Linked DNA regions of Mus musculus: all the other regions are linked to region 3. A link is a contact called in public ChIA-PET and HiChIP or PLAC-seq data. All regions are on one chromosome and are shown on one strand. Each heading gives the region's core, a stretch centred on a gene start, on an enhancer-like site or on the middle of the called end of the contact. The rest is flanking DNA. Distances are from core to core; before and after follow the strand shown. Region 1 has its middle 12 kb from the start of Gm28729. Region 2 overlaps Pxylp1 (2-phosphoxylose phosphatase 1). Region 3 has its middle 39 kb from the start of Rasa2.

Region 1 (2,703 bases), core at 58-2,557, 130 kb before region 3:
TTGGCTATTTGGAAACTTCCGTTTACACTTTGGGTTTTTTTTTTTTTTTTTTCTACTTCTGGAAAGAATCTCATTGAAATTCTGAGTATGTGAATTACTTTCAGTAATATGTTCATTTATACAACAGCAATTCTGATCCATGACTATTGGGAGGTTTTTGTTTAGTTTTTTAAATTTTCTAATGTCTTCATCTGACTTAATTTTTTCTTATTGATTTTCCCTTCAGTCCATCTTATTGCTCTGGCCAATGGTGTTTTAAGCACCATTTCTGAAGCAAAAGTAGAAAGCAGACATGTTTACCTCACCCCGATTTCCCCACTTAGTGCATAGCTAGCTATCAGTCTGTTGCATATAGCTGTTCCTCCCCCTCCTCCTCCTCCTCCTTCCTCTTCCTTTCCTTTTTTTTTTTTTTTTTTTTTTTTTTTTTTTTGAGACAGGATTTCTCTGTATAGCCCTGGCTGTCCTGGAACTCACTCTATAGACCAGGCTGGCCTCGAACTCAGAAATCTACCTGCCTCTGCCTCTCAAGTGCTGGGATTAAAGGCGTGCGCCACCACTGTCTGGCTATGATGCAACATTTTAAGGCATGAGCTTTTTAGTCACTGATAGCTTAAAGCTGCTCCTCAAAATGGCAGTGCCGAGGCCAATGTCTGAGATAGGATTTTGGCTGGGTTGAGGCTTAAAGGTGGGTTTCTGCTAACGAGGAACCTCTCTTAATCTTGCCCCCAAAGGTCAACTACCCTGGGTAAGGGACCTAGTTCCCTGTCAACATGAACAGTCTGTATCAGCCCAAGGACCACTCTGTTGACTGGCATATAAAAACCTCTTGCTCTGCCACCATTTTGCTTCTTTGGTTCCCAATGAACCTTTCTTTCTCCCCAGATAGTCCAGTTCAGTGGTTTTACTGCACCTTACATTTGGTGCTGAAACTCTGGATGGAACTAAAACAGTAACCAATGATGTAACTTCAGAGGAAGGGGACAGTGGAGCCTGGCTGCCTGGCAGCAGCGGCAGCAGTGCTGGGGCCTAGACGCGGGGGCGTGGGGAAGCATGGGAGGAGCGTTTGCTGCGGCCCGCCCGGGATGGTCCAAGTCCGGCCTGGCGGGGTCGAGCGGGAGCTGAGGAAAGCACGCGGGCCGGGTCTGCGGGCCAGGTGGCCGGGGGCTGAGGTAGAAGTGGGCACGGAGGAAAGGGCTGGGCGAGGCGGTGGGACGAGCACCCTTTGGTGGCGGCCGCGGCCCCAGGGACGGGTGCGTGGGCGCCCAGCAGCCCAGACTCCTCCCGCATGGGAGTTGCTCTAGATCATAAACCAGCCTTTGAAAAAGGAGAAACCAGAATGGAAAACCGACTATCCTCTAACAGATGGACAACTGTGCAGCAAGAGGGATGAATTCCGGGACACTGCACCAGCTTTTGAAGGCCGGAAAGGAGATCTGGGATGCTTTGAAGGCCACTGCACAGGCTTTTGAAAGCAATGATCATGAATTGGCACAGGCAATCATTGATGGTGCAAACATAACACTACCACACAGTGCCCTGACAGAGTGCTACGATGAGCTGGGCAACCGGTACCCGCTGCCAGTCTATTGCCTGGCACCACCAATCAGCACGGTGGAGGAAGAGAGTGACATGGAGACTCTGGATGTTCCCGAGCCACCTCCCAATTCTGGACACGCATCAGCTCCATCTGAGGCTCTGCCCAGGCAAAGACCTCAAGCTTGTGGTCCGCACACAGACACAGTGTTTCACATGACGGGGCACTTACCTGCCGGAGAGTGTGGTGCCAGGCAACCAGCGGTGGTTCTTCTCTGGCAGGTCTCTCACTGATAGGAGGAAGCCGGAGGAGCTGAAGATCCCTAAGGACTGCGGTGCAGGTTATGTGAGCCAGCCTGTGCAAACCCCACCACCAGTGGAGAACTGAGCTGGGCTAGTCTTCTTCCAAGATCCCTTGGCTCCTTTTTATTGTTACCATTCCCCACTCTAAGGCGTGAAATTTATTTTCACTGCTCTGAATTCCCTATGAATGGATTTAGTTCTGAGGAATTACCAGTGAAAAAAATCCCATCTGTGATGGAGACCAACAAAAATAAGAAAACACACCGAGCCAAAAAAAAGAAAAAAAAAAAGATGGAACTTCAGGTGAAGATGCATATGAAAATTAAGATGAAAGTAATGGTTGGTTATTTAAGAATATCAAATCACCCAAAAGACTCACTGCGAGGAAAGCTTGCAGAGGAGCTTAGTAGCAGGCATGGACGTGGAGTAGAAAGGAACCATAATGGTTTTAGGCATTGTTTATTCTGAATCATGGGAGTTAGAAAGGGAAATTCAAATTATGGCCCCTGCCCTTTAAAGAACGGCATGCTTACTCAGGGTACAGGGCTGGACATGGTGGTGCAGGCTCTCAACACAGCACTAGGAGTGCAGGAGGAGAATCGGGAGTTCAAGGCCAACCTTGAGAATTAAAACAACAAACAAAACAAAAAACGGAAACCACTCACCCACCAATCCCTGCCCTGCTAATAAACTGTCAGAAAGAATACTGGTATTTATTACAAGTTTTAGTCCACATGAAAAAGGTTCAGACCCCCCCAACTCTTTGTTAACGTTAAACTCTTATGGGGCCACGGGGCTGTTGTTAATTTAGGGGTGCTCAGGAATGCTGAGGCACACAGGGGACAATCTGTTTCTCACGTGGGGCAT
Region 2 (2,700 bases), core at 13-2,512, 170 kb after region 3:
CCATCTGGGGAGCAGAAGGAACGCATGCCAACAAGTATTTTGTTTTCCTACAAATATCTGTGTGAATTTAGCATAAATATATTTATAGTAGTCACATGTTACGTGCATTCTATATGCGAAAGAACAAACATTTATTACCAGGTCTTAATAGACATAGACGTATTTGTAGGCTTTACTAAATAAAACAACAATAAAAAACTTTTGGAGTTGACCGTTCCCCAGTTCTGAACTTGGCTGCAGCTGGAGCCTCTCTTCCCCACAGTTGGGAGATGTTAACGGCCAACGCACAGGCCAACGCACAGCTCTGGTGCCTGGAGCTAATTTACTGTGGGGGGGGGGGATGGGGAGTGAAGCAGATGTCCCATGGTGGCACTGTGATGGCTCGCCCTCCTGGCTGCGTAGCTTCTGCAGGTCTTTACTGTGCTTTTTATACAGAGTCTATCAAATTCAGGTTCCCTGGCCGGCTTATAGTTCACTTCCTCGAGGCCAAGGCAGGGTGCAGTTAAGCAGATATTTGAGGGGTAAGAGAATAGAGTGTGTGGAATCCTGGGTTATCTGAAAGCACACGCTGTGAGGCCTTGGGGGTGGGGGTCAGTGGGACCTGGTGGATGGTGCCAAGGAAGACCACAAATGAAAATATTGCAATCAGAAGGAGAGCTTACATCTGGAAAGATCTTTGCTGCTTCCTCTGTCACTGGGGCTCCTTAGTCTTGTTCATTATTGCTGAGGTGAACATCCAGACAGGGTTTTCACCCTCAGGGGCTCTCTGGGGAGTCCTTTAAATCCCAGGCACTCCCAGAGGCTCTCAGGTGGGTGTATGTGAAGTCTCAGCTCTTCTTCATCCCGGTGGCATCTGTGCCACTCAGAGAGCACCCTCTAGCATGCTTCCCTCAATGGTCCTGCTTGCTTGTAATTCAGCCCACCCAGTTCCTGTTGCATGAATCTGCCAGGAGCTGCCTCCTCCAGGAAGGCCACTCTGAGTTTACACGTTGTTTCTACCTCCCTCTCCCAAAAGTCTGTCTAGCTTCAGCTGTGAGGCTCATACCAGAGTGCATGTAAGAAGGGGTGCCCTGTGTGTAATTACATCACCCCAAGTGCTTAGAAGGTCATGATCATGCCTCTTTCGTGTTTATGTACACAAATGGCTGGCAGAGGACAGCTCTTCCAAAAATGCTTGCTGATGAAGATCTGCTCTGAGTCATACTCTGGTCTGCAGCCTGTGCATCACTGAGTCCTCTGGAGAATCTGGGTTACTCAAGCAGCCTGGAGAGGGGATGGCCTGAGACAGGCTTTCCCGGTTCTGAGAGGCTGGTGTGTAGCTCCCTGCTGTGGTCAGCAACCTGGCTCAGGCCTTGCCTCAGAACTCTGAGAGAACTGGTCCAACTGACCCAGAAGGGATGAATGACACCCAGGGAGTCCTATGAGGGGCTGACAGAGGCGGGGCCTGGTGGGGCAGGTCCTTGCAGCTGGAGGATGCTTGGATCCTGGCATTGTGCCACTTGCCACATGAGCTCTTAGGGACTGGCTCTTCTGGAGTAGGCAGTGAGTACAGGGACAGGCTCAGAGGCTGGGAAATGTCTGGAGCCTGCGTTTGAGACACACTTATCCCATCAGCCCTTGCCCATGTCTCCTGCAATTCGGCTGCAGCACCGCTCCCTCCCCAGGCCAACTAGAAACACTGCTGTTCCAAATCAGATGATGGCAGCTTAGATGAAAAGAAGAACGGACCATTGGGGCGGGGGCGGGGGGGGGCATGTGTACAGAGACAGAGGGCAGATAGAAGGTTCATGAGTTCTGCTGTGTAGATGGAAAAAATGCTCAACTCTCCATGTGTGCCCTGGGGCCACAATGCCACTGTGGGTGACATGTGTGGCACAGTAAGTTCTCCCTGGTAACTGGCTATCCACGGGCACCTTCTCTGTCGTGTGATCATTAAGCAGAAAGAAGATCTCCATCAGCCTCCATCCCATTTCATCCTGCCCACACCCCTGTAATGCCTGAATGAAGATGCTGACAGAGTCTCAAAGAAATGACAGAGAGCATCCCCATTAATGCCTCCCTTTACAGCATGGTGGTGGTTTGAATAAGAATGCCCCCCCCCAGGCTCATATATTTGAAGGCTTGGTCATTAGGGAGTGGCACTACTTGACAGGGATTAGGAGGTGTGGCCTTGTTGGGGGAAGTGTGTCAGTGGGGATGGGCTTTGGGGTTTCAGAAGCTCAAGTCAGACCCGGTGTCTCTCTCTCTCTCTCTTCCTGCTGCCTACTGATCCAGACATAGAACTCCCAGCTATCTCTCCAGCACCATGTCTGCCCGTATACCACCATGCTTCCCATGCAGTAGACCTCTGAAACTGTTAAGCCAGCCCCCAATGAAATGCTTTCCCTTATAAGAGTTGCCTTGGTCATGATGTCTCCTCACACACATTAACAGAACACTGACCAAGTCAGTCCCCTACTCTCAGAAGCAAAGAGCAAACTTCTTGAAAGCAGGAGGATGACAAAAATGTTCCCTTCCCCAATTCCCTCTCTCCACCTGGCCTCCAGGCTTCACCGGCAGGCAGTGCTGACTAGGCTCAACTGGCCCTAATCCAGCCATCAGCCAGAAAGGGTACCATAAGCCGTAGTGGAGAGGGAGCCAAGGGGCTTCCTGAGAGCTACAAGCCCTGGCCCTACCTCCTCAGGCTAACGCCTATGCATC
Region 3 (2,700 bases), core at 102-2,601:
AAATGTGTCAACAGCGTGCACACAGTTCTGCACTGATTCCCTTCAACTTGCTGCGCAGGGAGCAAGGCAGGCACAAGTGTGAGAAGAGCTGCGTTGGACTCCCTCCTGGTACATCAGTGACCTCTGCTGGTGGGATTTCCCTCTCCCTGTGCACAGAAGTAGCATCCCTCCATGACAGTGGTTCTGCTGCCTTCAGATGCCACCACACTGCAGAGCTGGTGGGCTTCCCTGCTTATACTTTCATTGGGGGACAGGACTGCAGCCGCCAGAAAGTCTAAGTAAGCCTCCACCGGCTTATTCTCAAAGCATGTTCACTTTCAGATACAACTATATTTATTTAAAAATTCTCAAAGAGATTGCAGGAGAGGTGGCTCTTGCAGTGAGCCCGATTTTGGTCCCCAGGGTCACATCAGCCACTTACAATGGCTTCTAACTCCAGCTCCAGAGGGATCCAACACCTCTGACTTCTGCAGGCATCTGCACACAAACGCACATGTCTGCACACAGACATGCAGAATTGAAAATAAAAAAATGAATATTAAAACAAAATTCTCCAAAAGGGAGGCAGCTAGATGGTTCAGCTTGAATACGGGAATTTATTCTCTGAGATCCAAATGGTTTGAAGGAGAGGACCGACTCCTGAAAGTTCTCTGACCTCACGTGTGTGAAATGGCCTGTGTTCCTGAATACACACACATGCATGTGTGAACACACAGGTACACACAAATTAAACAAAATTTAAGTCTCAAAAAGAACATGTCTAAAACCAAATGCTACTAGCTAAACGAGTCTGAATATATGTTGCCCTGGCTGTCCTGGAGCTTGGTATGTAGGCCAGGCTCGACCTTGCCTGTGCTGAGATTAAAGGCATGGAGCACCATGCCATCCCAAACGTCCCTAAAAAAAAAAAAAACAGCCCAGCAAAGTGAAATCGATACTATCAGAGTAAGGTTACTTTTCAGATCCATGGTGGGCAGCTGCTGAGGCATCCTTTATAGATGCACAAATTCACATCTTCTATCGCTGCAGTTCATCTAACTCACAAATCAACGCAAAACGCTGCTGCCGCTCACTCATTAGCCCACATCTAGGTCAGGCGGATCTTTGATTGACTGTCCAGGCACAGCTGTCCTGGGGAACTCCAGCCCAGGAAGCTAAGCAGTCAAATTGAAGCCGTGATGACAGATCTTCCAGCATCCTGCAGGGTTTTGTTTTTAACAGCTTTTCCCCAAACCTCTTGTCTTTGTAGGACCACGGGGTGGCACTCGAGAGCCTTTTCCAGCGTGAGGTTCACCTGTGGGTGGAGCCTGTGCATCTGTCTTCCGCTGCGGGGTTCTGACTCTACAGTGAGAGCTCATTGGACCAGGGGCAAACTCCTGACCATGGAGGAACCAATCCGCGCACGCGGGGCATGGCAGGTCGGAAAATGCCTGGGAAGTGGGGAGACCGCATCTTCCACCCACAGCCTGGAAGAGCAGAGGCGGTTCCTCAGCCCACAGAGATGCACAGAGATGACTGGAGAGTGGGACGCAGCCGAGATGAGATGTCGCAGAGAGAGATTTCTACTTCTAGTTCAACTTTGGCCCAGCCTCCTTTGTAGGGTTTTCCCCTTCCATCATGGCATTTGTTCAGGCAAGGAGAATTCTCGAAGACACGAGCTTTTGTTTATATGACATTCAAAACAAAGAGCAGAATTCTGAATAGCTTGGAGAAACTCAGAATTTGAACTCATGCAAACTTCCAAGAAACCTCATAATGGGATGGGGTTTTGTCTGTCAGGACTTTGTGTTTAAAAGAGAGAGAGACACACAGAAAGCCTTTTCCCCAATTTATTTTTACATTTGCTATAAAAATCTATCAAAAATGTGTAAGCAAAAGCAAAAGATTGAAAACAAATGGTCACCATTAGCAAACTCGTTACACGTTCATCATACAGTTACACGTTAGGCAGGCATTGAAAGACCAAGAGGGGTAGGTTGTTCCTGCATTCTAGTTTAAAGAGACAGTATAGCTGGTCGTGGTGGTCCACGCCTTTAATCCCAGCACTCGGGAGGCAAAGGCAGGTGGATTTCTGAGTTTGAGGCCAGCCTGGTCTACAGAGTGAGTCCCAGGACAGCCAGGGCTACACAGAGAAACCTTGTCTCGAAAAACCAAAAAGGGCAAGAATGTACATGTACACACACACACACACACACACACACACACACAAAGGGGGTGCAGGGTGGGCAGAGGGGTCTCTGACATCTACAGAATGATTGTATCGTGTGAAAACAATGTTCCCACATACATGTATTAGCTCTTTCAATACACAGCGGCTACATATGTGTACACAACTATACTAAGCTGCTTTTTACCTTTATTGAGTTTATACTTAATCTACTTTATAGGAGATACTTCTCTTAACCTTGAGAGCTCCTGGAAATTGGGTCGATCTTCATAGCTGTCTGTCCTGCCGTGCTTCTGCGAGCTGATTGGACAACCAGGGAGAGGCAGGATGGGAAGTTCACGGTTGCTTGTTCCGTATACAGAGTGACATGTGGAAGGGTGTAGTTTGTGGATTGGTAAATTGATATCTGAAGTTGAGGAATTGCCCAGTAAATAAACAGGGTGTCTCATCTCTGTTCTAAGTACATTTTCAACACCTAGACGAGTGGAGTCATTGGCTTGGGCCCGCAGGCTCCGCATCTAGTGATTAGTGAA

Evidence for each region. ChIA-PET counts read pairs in DNA pulled down with a chosen protein or histone mark. HiChIP or PLAC-seq counts read pairs in DNA pulled down with a chosen protein or histone mark.
Region 1: a contact with region 3 is called in an RNA polymerase II ChIA-PET map of memory CD8 T cells, with 10 read pairs. The contact joins two enhancer-like sites. A contact is called at or near these places in 1 of 15 datasets of contacts at CTCF or cohesin (CD8 T cells), 8 of 115 datasets of contacts at active chromatin or transcription factors (bone marrow-derived macrophages, effector CD8 T cells, embryonic stem cells and 3 more) and 3 of 9 other capture datasets (adipose tissue, embryonic stem cells and liver).
Region 2: an H3K27ac HiChIP or PLAC-seq map of embryonic fibroblasts shows a contact between it and region 3, with 3 times the contacts expected there. The contact joins two enhancer-like sites. A contact is called at or near these places in 4 of 115 datasets of contacts at active chromatin or transcription factors (bone marrow-derived macrophages, embryonic fibroblasts, embryonic stem cells and 1 more) and 3 of 9 other capture datasets (adipose tissue, embryonic stem cells and liver).

What each region holds. Positions count from the first base shown.
Region 1 is chr9:96,535,939-96,538,641 of GRCm38.p6, forward strand. It overlaps the pseudogene Gm8495. Among named protein-coding and RNA genes, the nearest start is that of Gm28729, 12 kb to the left of the region's middle. Within about 2 kb of position 1,308, at least 206 of the 459 cell types and tissues checked have an H3K27ac peak or open chromatin away from gene starts, as enhancers often do. A contact at or near this core is called in CD8 T cells, adipose tissue, bone marrow-derived macrophages and 1 more, where this site is marked.
Region 2 is chr9:96,843,604-96,846,303 of GRCm38.p6, forward strand. All of the region lies in intron 2 of Pxylp1 (2-phosphoxylose phosphatase 1), which reads right to left. Among named protein-coding and RNA genes, the nearest start is that of Pxylp1, 45 kb to the right of the region's middle. Within about 2 kb of position 1,263, at least 90 of the 459 cell types and tissues checked have an H3K27ac peak or open chromatin away from gene starts, as enhancers often do. A contact at or near this core is called in embryonic fibroblasts, where this site is marked.
Region 3 is chr9:96,668,695-96,671,394 of GRCm38.p6, forward strand. No RefSeq gene overlaps it. Among named protein-coding and RNA genes, the nearest start is that of Rasa2, 39 kb to the left of the region's middle. Within about 2 kb of position 1,352, at least 263 of the 459 cell types and tissues checked have an H3K27ac peak or open chromatin away from gene starts, as enhancers often do. A contact at or near this core is called in CD8 T cells, adipose tissue, bone marrow-derived macrophages and 2 more, where this site is marked.